Linked DNA regions of Sus scrofa: region 2 is linked to region 1. The links are chromatin contacts, called in public HiChIP or PLAC-seq maps. All regions are on one chromosome and are shown on one strand. Each heading gives the region's core, a stretch centred on a gene start, on an enhancer-like site or on the middle of the called end of the contact. The rest is flanking DNA. Distances are from core to core; before and after follow the strand shown. Region 1 overlaps TNIK (TRAF2 and NCK-interacting protein kinase). Region 2 overlaps LOC106507999 (a long non-coding RNA gene).

Region 1 (5,055 bases), core at 794-3,293:
GTTTACCACCAGCGTTCCATGTGAATATGCCTCTTCATGTATAATATCCTTAGGGCTGCCCAGGATGGGGTTAGTGGTAACTAACTGCAGCAGGCTTCTAATTTACCATTCCGCCAGCCTCCAGCATCCTCAGCCTCCTTGGATTATCTGGGTGCTAGTGAGTCTTCTTAAAGAAAAAGACAGCCCCATTTACATTTGAACAAATCTGATGTTCACATTTGGGTATATACCTCGACATACCTGGGTTGAAAATATGTGATGTTCTATCTCCTTATCATCCTAAAACATCTTGGTACTTGATAGCTAGTGGCCTGCAGTGCGGTGAAATAATGACCGACATTCCCCTTCAGGCTAGATTTATGTTTTATAAGCTAAAATAATGCTTCACTATTTTTGTTGCCGTGTTAGATAGCTATTTACTTTTAATGTTTTTATAATAAGAAAACACTGCAGAAAGATTCATTTTAACAGAGTTTCATAAGCTTCTACACTAGAGGTAATAACCAGAACACTGAAAATAATACTGTCATGTTCACTTGCATTTTAAGTCAGATTTATAGCTTTCTTTGATTTATAACTCGGTTCTAGACTGAAAGCAAAATCACAGTCTTATTACTTCTTATTCAAAGGTTGGGGGGAAAAAGTACCAAGTGAAATGAAATACCACAGGATTTGGCAGCAAAAGTCTGGATTAAAACCTTGGCTTTACCATTCTTTCACTGTGATTTTGAATAAGTCCCCTAATCTTTGGCTCATTAGTGAAATGGGATAATATCAATACTGTAATTGTATTACTATTACCTGTAATGTCACCCCACTCTTGTGATTCACACCTGGACTTATCATGACCCTGGTCTATTCTGCTTTTCAGATCTTCAGTTTGGAGCGTCCCAATCTCAGAACACAGCCCTTGACTCTCCTGTTTACACTCCCTACCACCCTGCACACCTGTTCTTTGTGAACAAGCCCTCCGGTCTCTGTCAGCCTCTCAATACCCTTGAAACTTGAATAATCTGTCTTTCCAACATTGGGCCCCACCAGTCCTTATTTTAGTCATTTTAAGCCAACAAGTGCTCTCTCCTCTGTTATTGCCAAATGTCCACCTTGTAGTCACCTTACTTAAGATCATTTCAACCATTTGCTTTCTTTCCTGCGTTTGAGCTGTGCAGCACAACTGGGGTGGGGAGAGTGCAAACCCCAGCCTCACTGAGACTCAGGACCACTTAATCATCTAAGGTACATACCTGCTCAGTCCCTTCTCCTGTTCTCTGAAAGAATTACTCCAGACTTTACCTCTGTCCCCTTCCACTGCCCCTGGCTTCAAATTCTCTCCACGGGTGAACTTCTTGCCTGCCTCTTAGAGGAAGCCGAGCCAGTGGACAGGTATCCTGCAGTGTCTCTCTGCCTCCTGCAGTGCATCTCTGCCCACCCACCCTCTTACCTCTTCCCATCCTGTCTTGGTGCAAGACCTTTCCCTTCTTCTCCTGGAGATTCGACTGCCCTCCTCTATGGGTGTGAATGCCCTCCTTCTCCAGTTTCTGGGACCTCCCCCCTTTCTCCCTGTATCACCTCTTCCCTCAGGTGACCCTGTGGGCTGACCAGCCCTGTGAGCACAGACTTCTTCAGTGAGATCTCAGTATCAGTTTCCATCTCTCTCCAGACTCAGACAACATTTTTCTGCCTTCTTTGTCTCCAGTTGGTCACCTCCCATTTTTTCCTCCCCTCTGTTTAATCTAGCTTCTATCTCTGCCTCATAATTCCCGCTTCTCTCCCCAGGGGGGTCTCATCATTGCCAGATGGAATGAGCCCTTTGCAGTCCTTGTTTCATGTGGTCTCCTGTAGCCTCTGATTCTGACTATACCCTCCTTTTGAAACTCACCACACCCTCCTTTTTGAAATTTTCTCCTTCCTTCACTTCCTTTGACATTACAACTTCCTCTTTTCCCACCATCTGATTATTTTTTCTTAGTGTCCTTTGTGAGTTCTTCTGTCTCAATCAGACCAATTCAACCCCCTGAGGCTTAGCTTCCCCAGCTGGTTGCCTAGTGGACACGTGTCTGGGTGTTAATCCAGCCTCTAAAACCATGTACATTTCAAACTAAAGTTACCTCCTCCCCTCTTCATGTTTTCTCAGCAGTCTTCTGTCTCAAGAAATGGTTCCCTGACCCACCCAGAGTCACACACCAGAAAAGTCAGCTCCTTCCCATGTAAAAATTCTGTTGGTTCTACTTCCTATTTATTCATTGGATCCATTCTCTCTGCCGCTGACTTGGTTTCAGAGCCTGACTGGTTAAAGAGTCTCCAAATCATGGTAGGGGATGAATGAATTATAGTCCTCTAGCTGGTGGTGGTTATTGGAGAGACAAGGAAGGGGTGTGGATGACAGTGACAGAGTGTCCTTTCTGGAATCCAATCTGATCCTGTGACTCCCAGATGAAACCCTCTAGTGTTATACTCTTTAGCACGAAATGGGAAGCTCATCTGGATTGACCTTGTCTATTTCTTCAACCTTCTTTCCTGCTGTTTTCAATACACATGTTGTCACAGCCACACATAGAGTCTGGCTTTTCCAAATATGTGGACCAATACCTTTAATGCTCAGTGCCTTAAAAATCCTTCCCTGTCTTTCTCCTCATCTAGTTCCTTTGATCATTTCGGACTCAAACTCTTAAATTTGCTACCATTCCTGTCTAGCCCCATCTGAGTTGGCTGCTCTGGCTCTGATTCTCTGAAATGTTGGTCATCTGTCCATCATAATATCAGTTTCTCAAGCTCAGAGTCTGAAAACCTCATTTTGAGAAATTATATATAGCTGAAAACACAAGATTTTGTGGGAGAAACTAATGCTAGAAAGATAAGGTTGCAAATAAACTCCTGAAAGCCTTGTGAAATATTTTTTGCTTATTAACAAAGCATTAAAAAATGCAGTAAGTGAAATGAACATCAATGAGATTCTACGTATCTTAAAACAGATATTTTCAACAAGTCAACACCTCATTGTGCCTTAGTTTCCTTATCCATAAAATGAAGATACTAATAATACCTATCTCAGAGTTGGTTATGGTGAGTTAACATATATAAAATGCTTAAAGCAGTCCTGACATAGTAAACAGTCAGTAGGCATTAGCTGTTAAAAATAAAATATATGCTCTTTATTATTTCCACCTCCTCTATTTTTATTGATGTAATTAGAATCTCTCTTGTTTTGAAGTATGAATATGAAGACATTTTCTTTAACCGATTCTCTATCCCAGTGGTTCAGTGGTGTCTAATTTATTACTTGCAGTTGCAGAGTCATCTTAGTTTCCACTGTTGTCTCAATCGGAGCCCCTTTTTATTTGACTTGGGAAGTGTTTGGATGATGTTTATCTAAGCAAGTCCAGCTCAAAGTTGCCTCGTACACATTTCTCCTCTCCCTTCTTCAGGACATGGGACCACCTCAGTCCATGATTTTCAGAATATGGCACGACAGGGTGATCTGTGTTTATTAACGTCTTCTGAAACATTCTCTCTGTCTGCAGCCTCTTTCCCTCCCACCCTCTCACTGTCTCTCCTTTTCCTTCTGCTTCCCTCGCTCTCTCTCACTCTAGTTCACATTTAGCACTCTGCCCTCTACCTCGAGTTCCACTCTCCAGTTTTCCTTACCTTTGTTTCCCTCATGTTTTCAAGACTGCTGTACACAAACACCTACCTCTATTCCTTTTCTACTCCCCACCTCCAATTCTCTTTTTCTTACCATTTAAACAGGACTTGATATTCATTTACTTAAAATATCCACAATATTAAAAACGTATCCTCTAGGAAACCCATGGCTATGAGTTCCATGAGTGCAAGCAATAGTGTTTTATTCATATTGTGTGGGTAGGTATTCAGAGGAAAGTTACCAAAAGCAAATGAGATGCTCTATGGGAAAGAAATGTATAAGTTGTTTAAAAAAAGAATTACTGTACATATTTTTAACATCTATTCTGGTCTTCTCTTTTTCCATTATGGAGTACTGTAACACCTTCATCATATAAGTCCTAACGATCTAATTCTGTTTGTGCGGAAGTATCTTAAAAGATGTCCCAACCTTCTGAGCTAACTGTGACCCTTCAATCACTCTCACAAATCTACTTTATAGGAACATTTTTAAAATTTAAATTATAAGTCAAATCCATTGTTCCCCTTACTTTTCATATAAAAAGGAGATCCATTGTTCTGGTGACATTCATATAGTTAATGCTTGTTACTATATATTCTTTTCAGCCTGTTCTTAGCTTATGATATAAATCTGTTGACATCTTTCCCCAAATTGTTCAGACCACTCTCACAAGAGTCTCTAACTTTTCTAACTTTGATTTAGGTTGTGGACTTAGTATTAATTCCATCTTTACCTAAAGTGTAGTAACGAAGAGGAAAGGCCTAAGGCCTTTGTTTTATAGGACCCTGCTCCCTACACAGCTGGCTCCTTTATACGCAATGGAGGTAGACATGTCATCAGATCTGAATTCCTGTGTCCTTTTATTCCAACCTGCTTTTCCAAATCATTTGCTTTAATACTGTATTTCCCAAGAGTATCTGAAAATATTGGTAATACAGAAAGAAAGTGTTCATAATGGTGTAAAGTGCAAAGTGATTAGGAAGCTTATACAAATCTTTCTAAGTAGCTTCCTTGCTCCTTTTTCATAATCTCGTAGTAATTTCAGGTCTCTCGTTGAAGTCTAGGCAAGCTCCTGTGATATATATAGAGAGAACCAGTAAGTTGTTATCTTTTTGCCATTGAGTTAATTTTTCAAGTAAGTGAAATCAAATATGGGTGTGTTGATTAATAAAACACAGTCATAAGGTTCATTTCCATCTGACCCTTGTGACACACAGGCTAGTAGATTAAATTTCAAATTGAAAAACATGGTATTTTCTTAATAGTATCCTCCCCTAAAACTGTGGCAGAAATAGTGTGTGACCAGACTGGAGAGTAATTTTGTACTAGCAAATATATATTGGAATCCAGAAAGTTCCTTGCTGTCTTTTATTAAACTGCTTGAGAAGAGTTTTGTTTTTTCAGGAATAGTG
Region 2 (4,808 bases), core at 771-3,270, 270 kb before region 1:
AGAAGTAGAATTTAAGAGAAGCTGAGTCCCAAGGAGGCAAGTCCCAAGCTGAAGTTAGAGCCTCTCTATTTGCAAACTGTCCTCTCTATTTGCAAACTGTATCAACACATACCTCAGCATCTTACACAAAATTCTTCCCAAATTCAATTGCTTTCAAGAATTGGTCTATAAGACAAATCCTGAGACAGCCCCTGCCAAGGCCAAGGTGGACAGATGACCATGACTACACCAAGTCAGAGAAGACGACGGTTTTCCCCTGAGACCCTAGCTCTATTGCCCTCTCCATCAAGCAGCCATAGTTTTGCATTGTAGTCATGGAGTAGCAAATGCTTGGAGCAACTCCTCTCAGTTTGCCTCACATCCCTATTGGTGTCATTTAGGAAGACAGCTGATCTTCTGAATGCATTTAAATTCTTTCTGGAGGGTGCTTCTGGGCATAGCAGAGTAGCTGCAGGCAATTTCTGCTGTACACTCAGGGCTGAACTTCAGAGAAGAAAGAAGCAGAATTATTTCCCTAGAGGAAAACTCAAACTTACCAGAGAAAAAGTTATGGGAGCCCCAGCTGTATGGGTTAGAAACATTTTGCTAGTCTTGGTCAGCTCAGTAGAAATTCCTTTTTTGTTATGACTGGTGAAAGTTAGTGCAGTGGGGAGAGTCTCCTACCTAAAGCTGTTTAGAAGGCTGTTTAATGTACTTGAGTCCCCACCTTACTGTAGTACATTTGCAAACCATATTCCAGTTACTTCAGTCTCCTGTATTTTCTTCCAAATCATCAATAGAATTGAACAGTTGGGCTGGTCTTGTCTTTTCTAGGAAAAGAAGGGTGAAAAGCTAACAAGACAGAGATGTAGGCATAAAGAATCACTGTTTATGCTACCTACAAATCGTCTCTAATCACATGAAATGGCTTGCCATCTAGCACTAGAGCTAGCTCCACTTGCCAGGTTGCATTCACCCACTTCTGTGGGATTGCATCATCTGTTTCAAATGCTCTGGCCTTGTCAGACCCCCTCCCACAGGGAGGCAGTTTGTGATGCACATAACCTTATTAGTGGTAGGAGGTAAGCATGGTGACTCATTTTTTGGATGGCTGTATGTTAAAATGTCAAGGCCAGTCACTGGAGGACACTTGAGCCCCGGAGCAGACAGAACAAGCCCTATGACAGGGCTGGTACCTAAGCAGAGTAGCCCTGGCTTCTGATTGGTTTTCCAGTCAAAAACTTGCTTCTTGAGGTACCTCTTCTGTCTGTAAAGCTATGCTTTTTTAGTTTTGTATTTGGCAAACTGAATGATTTGTATTTATTCTGCCTTAGCTACAATTAACCCTTGATTAATCCCCCCTTGCCCTGCCCTTGCCTCTCTCCCCTCTGACTCACCCTGTACAATAATGCCATAAGGTTCCTGAACCCATGCCCTTCAAGCCCAAAAGCCTATTAGGTTACTTGCTGGACCTCACTTTAAGGATGTCCCATTCAAGGCCCTTTCCAAACTTAATGAACTAACTCCCCACTCTCCTCTCCCACCTAATCTTACCCCATCATACATTTAGATTGACTATTTTTCCAATGCCAAATCATAACACTTGCTTCAGCAAATAACAGAATAATTGTGAGGCTATTGGGAGAAAATATTTTTAGTTTGTGCAATATTGGGACAGGCTAGGTCTTACAGCATAATTTCTCTTTCCCATTTCTTGCCTGCTTCTGTGTCACTCTTTTTTCTGCCTAGAAGCACTTTTGACTTCCTCAATTTCCTCATTCTCATTCCCCAGCCTGTTGATATTCTATTTGCCTGTCCAGTCCCAGATCAAATGCGCAGACTTCATGTCACAGTTTAAATTCATTCTCTCTTCTCTATGCCCTCAACCCATTTAAAAAACCCATCCCATATTTTCCCTTCACTGAAGAAGTATGTGTGTATTTTATTCATCTTTACATTTCCCTACACATCTAGTTAGAATAAACCTTTCTTGAGCTTCTGTTATGTAACAGTCCCTTTTATTACCTCATTTGAGTTTCACAACAGATTTCTCATACGTTATTCCCATATTACAGTTGAGGAGAGCTAAGTAACTTATCCAGATTCTCACAGTCTGTAAGTGGTCGGCCTGCAATTAAAACCCAGTTATCTGTGGCATCAGAGCCCTACATGCACAGGAAGTGTTCAAAAAAAAAGTCCTTTCAAAAACTGGATCGAGTCAGGTGCACGAAGAGATAAGGGAATCGCTCTGCAAAAGGGGCTACACTGAGATTAGTGACCCTCACGTTTTTTTCTTCATAAAAGGAAGATACAAAATAATTGATTAGATTTCAAAGATCACTGTAGATGAAGTACGAGGGAAATAAATGAGTACGGAGTAAAAAAAAAAAAAAAAAAAAAAAAACCACAAAAAAGCTTTGCTCAAAATGTATTTCCTCTCTCCTTCATCAGAGGTGAATGTTCTCCCTTTTGCTGCAGGCTGAGCAGCCTCTCAGACATTCCAGGACCCAGAGTCGGCAAAGCCTGCTCTTTCAGTTAATTGTGGCAGAGCTCGGGGCAGTGGGGAGCGGACCCTCGGCTCACCCCTAGGCCACACACTCATCCACCTCTGCGCCATTTACCCACCCGAGTAAGAGGTGACACCTTGACACAGAATGACATTCAACCAATCACCAGGGACAATTAGACAACAAAGCCACCCCTACTCCACTGGAAGTACGTTGATAAGAAGGCTTATTGGGAAAACGCAGCAAGTGTGAGTGTCCTCGGGAAAACATTCTCTATCTCCTCTTGCACAGGAAAGGGCCCAGCCTTGTCTCATAGGTGGGGACGGAAATGGGAGTGGCGTCATAGTTATTACTGCCATGAATAGTAATGTATAGATCCCACTTCCGTCAACCAATCTTGATGACTTTATAATGGGTTCCTTGCGGGTCTGACTCGGCTAAGGCTTCCAGAACGAAATTACTTCATCAAATTTGGACTTTCTTGATGAGATGCCTCTGGCTTCATCACGTGATCAGCTCTCATGGAGTTGAAAGCCAGCTGCTATTCCATTTTAATTTCTTTTTCTTTTCTCCTCTCACCCTTAGGGATTTGGGATAAAAGAGTTTATTAGCTGAGTTCACTGGCCTGTCTCCCCAAAGCTTGGAACTATACTTCAAACTCAGCCAAGGCCCTTTGAGAGAGTGCCAGCTACGGAAGACAGACAAGCAGGTGCAAACTGTTTGTTCCAGTCAGCCTTCCTGCAGAAAGCTTGAGGACATCCCGCTAGGCCAGCGAGAGACACCGCCCCACAGCAGAAAGTGCAATTGGTGATCAGCTTCAGAGTCTGAATACAATTCCATTTCCCACAACCCCAAAGTCTAAAAATGTTTGAAACAGAAAAGTTTCTGTTTCATTTACAAATCTATAGTGAGCTCACTTGGTGGTAAAATCTGACTGATATGAACTGGAGAATGAAGCCATTAATAATCTTTATCTCGTTTACATATTATGCTGCAAAAAAATTGGTATGTTTAATTATGAGGTATTCCTTGCTAGTGGGGGGGGGTTCAGAGTAGGGGGGTGTATCTGAAATATTCTAAATGTCACAGCACAGACAACCCCAGGGATTGCAGATAAGGAACTGTAGACCTGTGGTATAAAAACATAAATAAAAATGCCTGTTAATAACTTAAGGAAAATTTTAGCCCATCCCTATATCCATGAAGTTCTATTTCTCTCTCTTCCTGAGTTGGAACTTGGCTGCTGGCCTAACAAAAGTTAGCTTACTATCACAGAATCAGTCTTAGACTTTTAGCTGGGAGGCCCCAAAGGAATTATTTAACCTCTCTGAGCCCCCGTTTCCTCATCTCTGAAACAGGGATGAAAATTCCAGTCCTACTTGCTTCAAGAGTAGGTTTGAGACTCAAAAGGGAAAGCCCTTTGAAAGGGGAAACTGCCACAAAAGTACCAGACATGATTACAAAACCAGGTCACACGGCCATTCAGTTGATGTCCTTTACAAAATTCGCCCAGGTTAAAAAAAATACATGCCCTATTAGTTCATCTAAGGCCAACCTCCTCCTCATCAGTTTGTGAGTCTTTTTTTTTTTTGCTTTTGCTTTTTAGGGCCACACTCTCGGCATATAGAGGTTCCCAGGTTAGGGGTCCAGTTGGAGCTGTAGCCTCCGACCTACACCACAGTCACAGCAACACGGGATCCGAGTTGTGTCTGCTACCTATACCACAGCTTACAGCAACACCAGATCCCTCTCAATGAGCAAGGCCAGGGATTGAACCCACAATCTCATCATTCCTAGTCGGATTTGCTTCCTCTGCACCACCACGGGAGCTCCAGTTTGTGAGTCTTGATGCCACCTCACTCCTGAATCACATTGGATAAGTGTGGAACGCCATACCTGGGCAAATTTATGATTATATATTTGTGTGAGCTTAAAAGCATGGGAACACACCTACTTAGTTTGCACTAGGATTGAAACAGGATAAGACCTGGTGCTTTGACTAATCAATATCTTTGGTAACACCAATGTATTTTTTTTTTAATTTTTTTCCACATTGGAGAGAAAACAAGACTGAGAGAATGAGTTTATGCAACACCACAGACAACTAGCATGGCTGTGTATGGTGATTAATCTTAAGTGGTTTGTACTGGTGGATCAAAGGAATACCCTAAACTAGGCAGATAAGATCCTAGTCACAGGCTGGAACTGGAGGGAACAGAAACTATCCCAATAAAACCAGATATAAAGAATAGAGAAAAAGATGTACAGCAAAGGTCAGGGAGTCTAGAATTCATTATGGCTTTTGACTGATGTACATTTGCT

Evidence for each region. HiChIP or PLAC-seq counts read pairs in DNA pulled down with a chosen protein or histone mark.
Region 2: a contact with region 1 is called in an H3K27ac HiChIP or PLAC-seq map of alveolar macrophages. The contact joins two enhancer-like sites. A contact is called at or near these places in 2 of 2 datasets of contacts at active chromatin or transcription factors (alveolar macrophages and skeletal muscle).

The regions. Positions count from the first base shown.
Region 1 is chr13:109,835,874-109,840,928 of Sscrofa11.1, reverse strand. All of the region lies in intron 2 of TNIK (TRAF2 and NCK-interacting protein kinase), which reads left to right. Among named protein-coding and RNA genes, the nearest start is that of TNIK, 210 kb to the left of the region's middle. Within about 2 kb of position 2,043, at least 1 of the 83 cell types and tissues checked has an H3K27ac peak or open chromatin away from gene starts, as enhancers often do. A contact at or near this core is called in alveolar macrophages, where this site is marked.
Region 2 is chr13:110,101,658-110,106,465 of Sscrofa11.1, reverse strand. The region is part of intron 5 of LOC106507999 (a long non-coding RNA gene); the gene reads right to left. Among named protein-coding and RNA genes, the nearest start is that of TNIK, 52 kb to the right of the region's middle. Within about 2 kb of position 2,020, at least 13 of the 83 cell types and tissues checked have an H3K27ac peak or open chromatin away from gene starts, as enhancers often do. A contact at or near this core is called in alveolar macrophages, where this site is marked.